2 separate regions of the Cricetulus griseus genome follow, and region 1 is linked to region 2. The links are chromatin contacts, called in public Hi-C maps. All regions are on one chromosome and are shown on one strand. Each heading gives the region's core, a stretch centred on a gene start, on an enhancer-like site or on the middle of the called end of the contact. The rest is flanking DNA. Distances are from core to core; before and after follow the strand shown. Region 1 holds the start of Znf24 (zinc finger protein 24). Region 2 holds the start of Galnt1 (polypeptide N-acetylgalactosaminyltransferase 1).

Region 1 (4,897 bases), core at 1,818-4,317, 170 kb after region 2:
GTCCAGGAAGTACCCTGGAGCCCCCAGGTCGTGTCTAGGGACGGGTAGCCTCAGCTGCTGGAACCCTGCTCCTTCTGGCCACCACATGTGTTGGGCCATCTGTTCCATCATCTCAGGGGGAGAGCTAGGAGCAAATGTAGAAACACAGATTCCTTCCAAAATGCTGAATTGGCAGTGTTTTGGAGGCTTCTCTCCTGAGACTTCCAGAAGCCTGCCTTAGCATCTGTGACCCAACCGTAGAGATTTCAGTCCGTAAGGTTCTGACCTAGGATCTGATATCAGGGTGTTTGCTGCCGTGTGGCCCTCGGGCCTCTAGCTCTGTGTTGAGCCTCTAAGTAAGGGTAACATCAGGTCCTCACCTGCCCCTTAGTCCCTGGGAACCTCATCTTGCTGTGATAGATTCCTCATTTACAACATGGTGATAAAAACAACCCCAGGCTTTATGAAGACTTAAGCAAGTTTTACTAAGTGCTACAGAACAGAATAAAGTAAGGGTAAAAGCTGTGTCCTCTGTTACAGTTTGCAGTCTACCATGCTGCTGTGTAAAGGCATTTATCTGGTAACATAAGTTTTATAAAACCTCAGGCCTTACTCATGTCACATCTATATTGTCACTGCCTTGTACAGCACTTGGAGTGAGGTGGGTTAAAGCCACAGGCTACATAAAGAGGGAAAACTGGCACCTGTAAGATTTGTGTATCAGTTGTGGCTGAACTTACACTGTCGTATACACTGCCCAATTTAAAAAAATTTTGACTACTAGTGATTCATAAACTAAAATGGTCTTCCTTATCAGCAAAAGAATGCATGCAGAAACTGTTGCCCTGAAAAATTACTGTGTTGCTGGTAACACTATGATTGACATTCTGTTTTATAATTTATTTGATAATATACAAGGTGTTATTTGGCACTCTCTTTTTGGTTGTAATATGCAGATGCCTTGGGATATACTTAAAGCCAATAATCTGAAAGGAGAAAAACTGTGGTTCATGAAGATGTTGAAGAGAAGGCACTATTTGTAATTGAGAAAATCAGATAGAAGGTGAGTATTCAACACTATAGTTAAGTAAACATTGATGGTCAAAATGATAAATGCAAGATTATAAAAATTAGAGTACATTAAGATGAGTATGTGATTGTTTTTAAAAAATGGCTCATCTAGCATCAAAATAATATTGCTGGGGATGGGGACAGCTTAGAGGTAGAGTCCTTGCCTTCTATGTACAAGGCCCTGGATTGTATGCTCCATAAATAATAGTTTTAATAGTTACCAGAAGTTGAAAACTCCACCCAGAAGTCTTTTTCCCACGAGGCCATTTCTTTGGTCTCTTTGAACCTGCTCCAGGGAGAGCACTTTTCTTAGTCTTGTCCCTGTTCTCTGGCAGGTTCTTTGCAGCCCTGGCTGGTCTCCTATTAACATGTCATCACCGCTGGGCAGGGCTTTTTCAGAAGCTGGAAATCACTCACATACATGAGTTAATGGCTCTTAGCTCCTTCAGGAGGGCATCTTTGAAAGTGGTTGATGTTAAGGACAAGGGCAGTACTTCAGTAGTAGTTTCTGATTTTAGTTGTCTGGTTGGAAGAGGGAATTTTGTTGTCTTGTTTCCATTTCTATCTTTAGTGTATTTTCAGAGCATCTGTAAGGAGATTCCCACACCCTTGGGATTAAGCCTTATAGCCCTGGGGTATTGCCAGGCAAAATGATTGCAAAGTTAAAGGAGTCATCAACATGCCTTCTACAAATCCTGGAAGAGCCCGATGGACTTCTCATAGGAAAGACGGAGGAGGGGTGAAGAGCTCTTAGGAGTCACAAAAGAGAGTAGCCAAGCTGGAGCCTGGGTGAGGCCAAATGGGACAGTGAAATGCTGGATAAAGCCTCCCAGTGAAGAAAGGAGTTAGCAGGGGTTATGGGAAGGTGAGCTCTGGCTGGAATGAAATGGCTTGCTGTTTGGTCAGCTGCTTGTTTACTGCTCATTCACTGACCCAACAGAGGCTCTGGACACTTGCAGAGACCCTTTCCTGAATGAGACAATAAGGCAAAGCTTGAGGACCTTTTCAATGTTTTGCAAGGCTTGACCTATGCTCCAACAAAACTTTCCAAAACAGGGCTCTTTTGTGCCATTTCTGAGACTTGACATGTGACCTAGCAAAGGCTGCAATGTCGACAGCCCACAATTCATTCATTTATTCAAAGAAAACTTTGTACTTATTGAGTTTTCTATATGCCAGCTGGCATCCTGAAACTAGGTGGGGGTACTGTCATAACCAGGACAGAGAGGACAGAGACGACTCCACCTTTACTGGACTTTCAAAGCACAATTCTAAGAGTGCCCCTAAGCATATGGAGACCACCTGAAAGAGGGTTGGTCAGTGAGGCTGAGGCTCCACAATAAGCTGGAGACATAGCCAGAGGGAAAAAGCAGGCAACAGACCATAGACGAACTGCAGGACAATTTAACAAATTTTTAGTGTCATAGTTCCGGTAGTTGTAATGCACCGGAGGACTTTAGAGGAATGAGGTGGTCTGACTGATTATGACTGCAGCTGCTTTTTGACATGAAATACCCAGTATGCTCAGATTGTGCAAATTCCCAAAGTTCTCAACTAGCCTCATCTTGTTTGATGACTTGTTATAATCTTTGTTAACACAGCTAGTGGGAGGCAACAGTCTGAGCCATGTTTAAGTGCAAACCTGACTTCCTACTTATAATGAGATGTCGGCCCTGAAGCGGGACTACAAGTTCCTGCACTATAGGATGTGGGGGTAAAGGGAATTATTTATACGCAGAGCACAGAGGCTGTGTGTGCCTAGCACGACTGTGACAGGCTTTCAGAAATGTTCACTTTCGTTAGTTACTCCAGAGGGTTCCTACGGGGAGCACGGGACACTCGTGAAACTGCCAACTACCTTCCTCTAACTCCCCTTTCCTTTTTTGTGAAGTGGAACAGAGCTCAGCGCCCACTCTGGCAGAGGCGCAAGGCCAAGCTCGGCTTCAATACGGCCATTGTCATCAAGCCGCACCTCCCCCGCTTGCCGCGCGTCCCCATGGCAACTCGGGGCTTCGCCTGCCCCCCACCCCCGCCCCCCGTCCTGCGGACCGGAAGCCGTGCGCGCCGGGGGCTTGTGGGAAGAGGCTGTAAGCGACGGTGCAGCGTCTGCCCGGGACGGCGAGGCTGCGGTGGGTCCCGAGACGGAGGTCAGCGGCGTGCGGGGGCAGGGTTCGAGGAGGGGGCGCGGGTCGGGGCGCGGCGGCCGAGGGCCCGGCGTCGTTCGGCGTCTCGGGCGTGCGCGGAGAAGGCCGCGGCGGAAGGGCGGCGACGGCGGCCTGCCGCGCTTCGGGAGTCCGCCGAGCCTCTCGCGCCCGCGTCCTCGCCGATATGTCCTCCCCTCCCCCACCGACCGGTTTTGTTCTATTTCGAGGCTCTGTCCGCTCGCGGAGCGTTCTGGGAGTCGCTTAAACCGAGGTGGGATCCGTGGTTCTCGCGCACGGCCTTCTGGGATTTGTAGTCCCGCCGGTCTAGGGCGGAAGTGCCCGTCCTGTGTGGAGACGGGTGTTCTGGGGCCTCTGCGGCCCTTCGCGGTGGATGCTGGGAAGAGGACATCAGCGGGGATTACTGGGGCTGGCTGGGCTCGGCGCTGTGAGGCGGGAGGTCGTTGAAGACCAGGATCCCGCCAAGTGCTTGACGGCGTTTCTCCTCGTCTCATGAGCCTGGTGCAGTACAAAATAGAAGAAAAAGCAATTTCTATTACGTAGAAATGCTTGAGCCGTTGATAGGGTCTGGTCCAGGAATAGGAATAAATAACCTGGATTTTGCTAGCAGGCCATCATCCCACTCAAGAATATTTATGGATCTATATGGTCTGTCTGTTTGATACAGTATTTTTTGATTGTCTTCCTCTTGACAGGTTTCAATAAGATTTTCTTAAGTTTCTGTGTTTTGTGTGTGTGTGTGTTTTTAATATTCTTGGCTCTGATAAATAAACAGTAGCTGTAAAGCGTATTGTTCCGTTCATTTGTTTTGTTTTGTTTTTCCAGACAGGGTTTCTCTGTGTAGTCCTGTCTGCCCTGGTACTGGCTCTGTAGACCAGGCTGGCTTCGAACTCAGAGATCCGCTTGCCTTTTGCCTTCCAAGTGCTGGGGTTAAAGGCATGTGCCATCACCGCCTAGCTAAGCTTATTATTCTTAATGTGCTGTGAACCATGGCACCAGTATGATTTTGCAAATACTAAAAGGATCAGAAAGTAGCTCACAGATTTCCCCAAAGGAAAAGCTAGGGGAAGCTACTTAAGGAAAAAGACTCTGGGCCATTATGAGAAGTTGTGAGTGCTTTTTCCTAATAGAATTTGCTGCAGTTGATTAACTGTCACAGTAAGTTTAAATGCATGTATGGTGGTGGATGCCTAAATAACATTTGCATGTTATGTGCAATAGTTTCTTCTCCAGCGTTATGTGAACTGTGTCAAAGTGAATCTGTGACAAGATCTAACAGCCCAGTTGTTTTTGCTATGTAGATGAGGATAGTCTTATTCTACCTAGGTACTGGGATTACAGGTTTAGGACACCATACCCAGCTACTAGTGAACATTTTTCACATTTATTTTGTTTAGGAAGTTCCTAAACACCTCAGTTTTGTTTTTTTAACTTCAAAGCAGTGCGCGCACGCGTGCGTGCGTGCGTGCGTGCGTGGTGTGTGTGTGTGTGTGTGTGTGTGTGTGTGTGTGTGTGTGTGTGTGTATGCCCGTGAGTGTGCATTGGCCTTGAATACAGTCTCTAACCCCAGGGGTGGGGAGGCAGTTTACCTGGTTCCTACTCCAGACTTGCAAAAACAAAATGAAAAGTTGGGCGGGCTAGGTAGCTCATTAGGTAGGGGGCTTGCTCCAAGCCTGACAACCTGT
Region 2 (5,169 bases), core at 678-3,177:
ATCCTGTAAAAGCAAATACTAATTCAGTCGATGTGGATGGGTGTCTGAAATAGTTCTTTCAGACTCCCCAGGTAATGAAGATATTTCTAGTCCATGAACCACATTTGAAAGAAATATCAAGGCTCTGAGGTACCATGGAAAGATCTTCAAACTACCTTGTAAAATGCAAGCTTCATAAAGGCAAGTACACTTTGTCTTTTATTCACCACAGTATTCCCAAGACTAACACTTAACACACACGGCGCTCAATAAGTATTTACCAGATAAATAAATTGTAGCACACTTGGCTTTTTAATCCGTGAAATGTGCCTACTGAGTGAGGAGCTGAACTTTCTGAATTTAAGTAACCACATGTGGTCAATGGTTACCACCAAGTACGATCCTAAGGAAAGAGCACAAAGTCTAGGTCTGACTCTCAACTCTGCAGCTTGGCTTATGACCTGAAAACTTTAACTTCTTGGGACCTGGTCTTCATCTATGAATAATGAGGGCAAGATCTCCTACTTTCTAGAGTTCTTGGTACGATCATAAAGAAACATGCTACTTGCTATTAAGCACAAAGTGAGGTTTAGGTGACATTAGCTGTCCTCCAATAATCCAAGATCACAAAGACTATACTGCCTTTTGCCAGCACGTACCAGAAATGCCAAGCGAGTTTGGTTTCAGTGGCTTTGAAATAAGGCCAAGGTCATAAATTTGGTGGGGGGGGGGGGTCGGAGGGGGTCCTCTAGGCAAGGCTGACTAGGTAAGAGGCAGTGACGATGCAAGTCATCCCGATTCCTGGTCAGTCTCTCACGGCACCGTGCTGCGGGTGAGTGGCCTCTGGTTCATTCATTCCCACTGCCCGAAGCCCGCTACTTCCCAGGCACAGACCTCGGCCCCGGCCTGTGCGTCCTCCCGCGTCGCTCCGGACCCGCAGGGGTCCGCCCGGGACCACGGCAGCAAGTCCCACACGGCCGAAGCCAGGAGCCATGTTTAGCCCTACCTCTGTCAATAAAACAAACTTCCGTCTTCTGAGGAAAAAACGGTTTCTAACTCAATGTCAAACTAGGACGCCAACTCGCAGCTGTGCGCGGCCGCCCGGCAGAGGGAGACGCCGCGCGCCGGGCGGCCCGGGAGTCCCCGCCGCCGGACCCCGCGCCCCGGCCGCGAGACCACAAAGGGCCGAGGACGCGTCGGGGCCTCCGCCTCGCCCCGCTCCCGCGCCACCGGCCGGCCTGCCGCGCACTCCCTCACTCACCTCGGCCCGCGCGGCGGCGGGCGCTCCTCAGGCCGGCGCGGGCGGTGGCGGCGCGCTCCCGCGGGCCGCAGCGCGGGCGCTCCTCTCGGGCCGCCGTCCGCCGCGCCGCCTCCTCGGCCTCTGCCGGCGGCGCCCCCGCGGGCGGGCGGGCCCGGCACGAGCTCCGCCTCCGCCGCGCCCCCCCCCCCAGCCTCGGCGCCGGGCCTCGCGGGCTCGGCGCGCTAGTTCCCGCGAGCCTCATGCAGCCGCGGCCGGCGCTCGCCCGGCGTCTCCGTCAGCGCGGGCGCGCGCGCAAGGCCGGCCGCCCGCCCGCCCGCCCGCCCCGGGCGCAGTCCTCGCAGGCCGGTGCGGCTGCGCGGGGAGGCGGGGGGGGGGCCCGCGCTCACCGGATGCTCGACCCCTCCCCTGTGGCAGGCGCCCCTCGGCCGCCGCCGGCTGCGCCCCTGGCCCCGGCCGCGGTTGGTTCCGGCGGGCCGTCGCTTCCTGTCCCGCCCGCCCCGAGGCGCGGAATCGGGGTGTCGGGACGAGGGGCCTCGGGCAGGAGAGGTTGCCCACCTGTGTCCGGACAAAGACGGCGGCGTCAAGTCGAGCCTCGGGGAGCCGGCCGGCCGGTAGCGGGCGGCAGAAATCGAAGGCGCCGTCGCTGCGTTCAGGCCCGGGGCTCCGCAGAAGGCCACGCCTGATGCGGAGCCACCTGTGGCGGGATGAGTGGTTCGGTCGAGCCCGGCACCGGCGACTGGATGCACGACCGAGGGTGGGCGGTGAGGGGAGGCCACCGGCCCGCACCGCCGGAAGAGGCCGCCGGACCTCGGGGGACCAGAAAAAAAAAAAAATACCGCCCCCCCCCGCCCCTTCCCTGCAGAATAGGGGCAGCTTGCTGATGCCTTCCATCCGTTTCCCTGGTGAAGCAGACCTCACTACTCATTTTCAGAATCAAGCCTGGTCTCCCTGCACTGTGTAAGACACAACCCTGGGCCTCAGTCATGACCCAGGTGCAACCAACCAACTACCCGCCTTTGCATTTTTCTCAATAGCTCATTGAGAAGCCTGTATCTTACTGCTTGCCAACCACGAGCAGGAACCACGCGATAAGATCTCTTATAGTCGCTATTGGCCCCATTTTAATCTTTTGAATCTCTAATGTCAATAGACTCAGAGTGGAACTTTGTGCTGAGCCTTGAGTTAGGGTTCCAACTCGTCACAAAATGACATTGAAAATTATCTCTACAGTTATCTTGTTTTGCTTATCTACATATTCCAAGTGCTATGTTGGAAAGCAAATCCACCTCCCAAGTACTGGGATTATGGGCCGGGCAACAGTGCCTGCGTGACCTAAAAGGTGGCATTTTCAAAAAGTACTAATGTAATATTTTGAAACCAATTCAGTCATTAGCTTGTTAATGGTCCTCAGGGGAACTATATTTTGAATAAAATGTGGTCTTTAAAAGAAAAATATATCCAAAAAAAAAAAAAGAGAAAGAAAACTTGGGAGAAAATATTTGCATGCCATATATCTTATTTAGTATTATCTAATATTCGTATTCAGATTGTTAGAGAACTCAAGAAGGCTAATAATCCAGTTACAAGTGGATTAAAGAATACATTTTATCAAAGAAAATATTTAGATGATTACAAATAATGTTCAGAATCATTAGTCACTTGGGGAAATGCAAATTAAAACCACAATGGGAAAGCGCTTCACACCCACTACAATGGCTACAATTAAAAAGTACAAACCTAGACAAGAATGGTTTGTTGGTGAGGAGGTAGACAAATTACAACCTTCATGTATTATGAAACTATAAAACAGTGTAGTCACTTTGGAAAAGTTTCCTGGGTTCTTAGAAAGTTAACACAGGACCCTACAATCCCACTTACAGATATTTCCCTCAGAAAATTGAAGAGGTTCTTCTAGCTTGTTCATAAGTATTCATGTCATTTTTTATAATGGCCAAGAGAGAACAATCCAGATGTCTAAGAATTTCTGAAAGGATCAACAAGATGTATGCAAAGCAGCAAAGTACTCGTTAAAAACATCCTACACTTAGGTACTTCAAAATCAGTAAACCAAAACAGGACATAATTAATGGTTCATTTCTGTAATACCAGCATTAGGATGTACAGAGCAGAAAGAGCAAGAGTTTAGACCAGCCAGGTTACATGGCTAGTTTGAGATCAATGTGGGCCAAAGGAGAGACCCTGTGTCAAAATAATAGTAATAAGCTTAGTAAAAGGGACTAATGCAGAAGAGCACATACATGATTCAACCTAAATAAAATATCTAGAAAAACTGGATAGTGATTGGCGGTTGCTTAAGGCCAGGGGTAGAAATATGAGGACTGACCACAAAGTTAGAAATTTTCTTAAACAGAATAAGATAATGACTGTAGAAATAATGAACCAAAAAATAACTTAATGTGCACTTGAGGCAAGTGAATGTTGATTGTCAGATTGCCTCGATAAAACAAGTTTTAAAAATCCAGGTGTTGGTGGTGCACCCTTTAATCCCAGCACTCGGGAGGCAGAGGCAGGCGCATCTCTGAATTCGAGGCCAGCCTGGTCTCCAGAGCGAGTGCCAGGATAGGCCCCAAAGCTACACAGAGAAACCCTGTCTCGGGGGGGAAAAAAAAAAAAAAAAGTGTGTTCCACTAAGAAGCCTAAAATAACATCTTTTGTATATTTAGAAAATATTTTGCAATTAAAATAGTACCTCAAATCAAATAGAAAACTGTGTACTGTTTGCATTGTATGATGTAATAAAATGCACTTTCCTCCACAGGTGGTCTAACCAAGTACATTTACCCCCTCGTCACCTCAGTGTCTACCTACTACTAGTCATTCAAAAATGTGTCTTGACTTTATCCACTAAACAGGGTAGAAAGGTGGCATGTTTCAGGGCAAGAAGGAACTAGTGTCAAGATTTGTCAAGAAGGAGTAGGTGAAAGGGCACAGATCAGGTTTTTGAAATAACACATGAGGGAATCCAAAGTAAAGAATAACCCACATATATTTTCTGGTGTTTGGCTCTGTTGTTACTTCTCATTCACACTGTGCCCAGAATTCAGATTTCCCCCGTCACATCATTATGAGTCTCCGGAGCAGCCTTTGGGCTGGATAATACAGATCAAGTCTTTTGTTTTCGATTTGATGGATTTTTAAATGAATTTTTATGATTTTCTCCATTGTAAATGAGTCCTAGTCATTTGTCTCCAACTAGCTAAAAAGTAAGAAAATGGTTCCTGTAACCTGTCTGTTTAAGGGAGAGATGTGGGAGTCGGTGATTAATCTCGACAGGATTCAAAATCACCTAGAAGACAGATAACCCTTCTGGGTGTGTCTGTAGGAGTGTCTCCAGGGAGGATTGACTCAGATGAGAAGATCCACCTTGACTGTGGGGTGAGGTCCCCGACTGAATAAACAGGAGTGGAACATCAGTGTGTATCTCTCTACTTCTGATTGTGGATGCAGTGTGACCAGCTGCCTACCCTCCTGCACCCATGCCTTCTCCACCACGACAGACTGCTATCAAACTGTGGACCAAAATAGACCCACCCCCCCCCAATAAAACCACCTTCCCTTAAAATACCTTTAGCAGGGTTTTATCAAATAAACTAGAAAGGTTACAGGGATGCTGCCTACTGCAGAGTAAACTACCCAAGAGCAATTAACCAAAGCGATGAGAGGAAATGTTGGTTATACATAGTTGAGTATCAAGCACCCACAGGTGGAGAAGAATGGCAAAGATGATGAATGAAAGGGACCAGCAAGCTGCTGCATGTTGCTGCATGCCTTTAAACCCAGCGACTGCAGGCTGAAGCAGGAGGATGGCAAATTCAAGGTCAGCCTAGTGGATTATCAAGACCCAATCTGAAAAACAGAAAGGCTTAAGGTGTAGCTAAGGGGAAATAATCAGACTAGCCCCAAAAGCC

Evidence for each region. Hi-C and Micro-C count contacts between places; a contact is called where the count stands out from the background.
Region 1: a contact with region 2 is called in a Hi-C map of liver, with 2.2 times the contacts expected there. The contact joins the promoter of Znf24 here to the promoter of Galnt1 in region 2. A contact is called at or near these places in 4 of 8 Hi-C or Micro-C datasets (the CHK-Q cell line, the CHO-K1 cell line, fibroblasts and 1 more).

The regions. Positions count from the first base shown.
Region 1 is chr2:213,151,179-213,156,075 of CriGri-PICRH-1.0, forward strand. Znf24 (zinc finger protein 24) reads left to right here and starts at 3,068. Exons shown (of 4, transcript XM_027400569.2): 1 at 3,068-3,197.
Region 2 is chr2:212,983,103-212,988,271 of CriGri-PICRH-1.0, forward strand. It overlaps Galnt1 (polypeptide N-acetylgalactosaminyltransferase 1), which reads right to left and starts at 1,928. Exons shown (of 14, transcript XM_035440246.1): 1 at 1,796-1,928.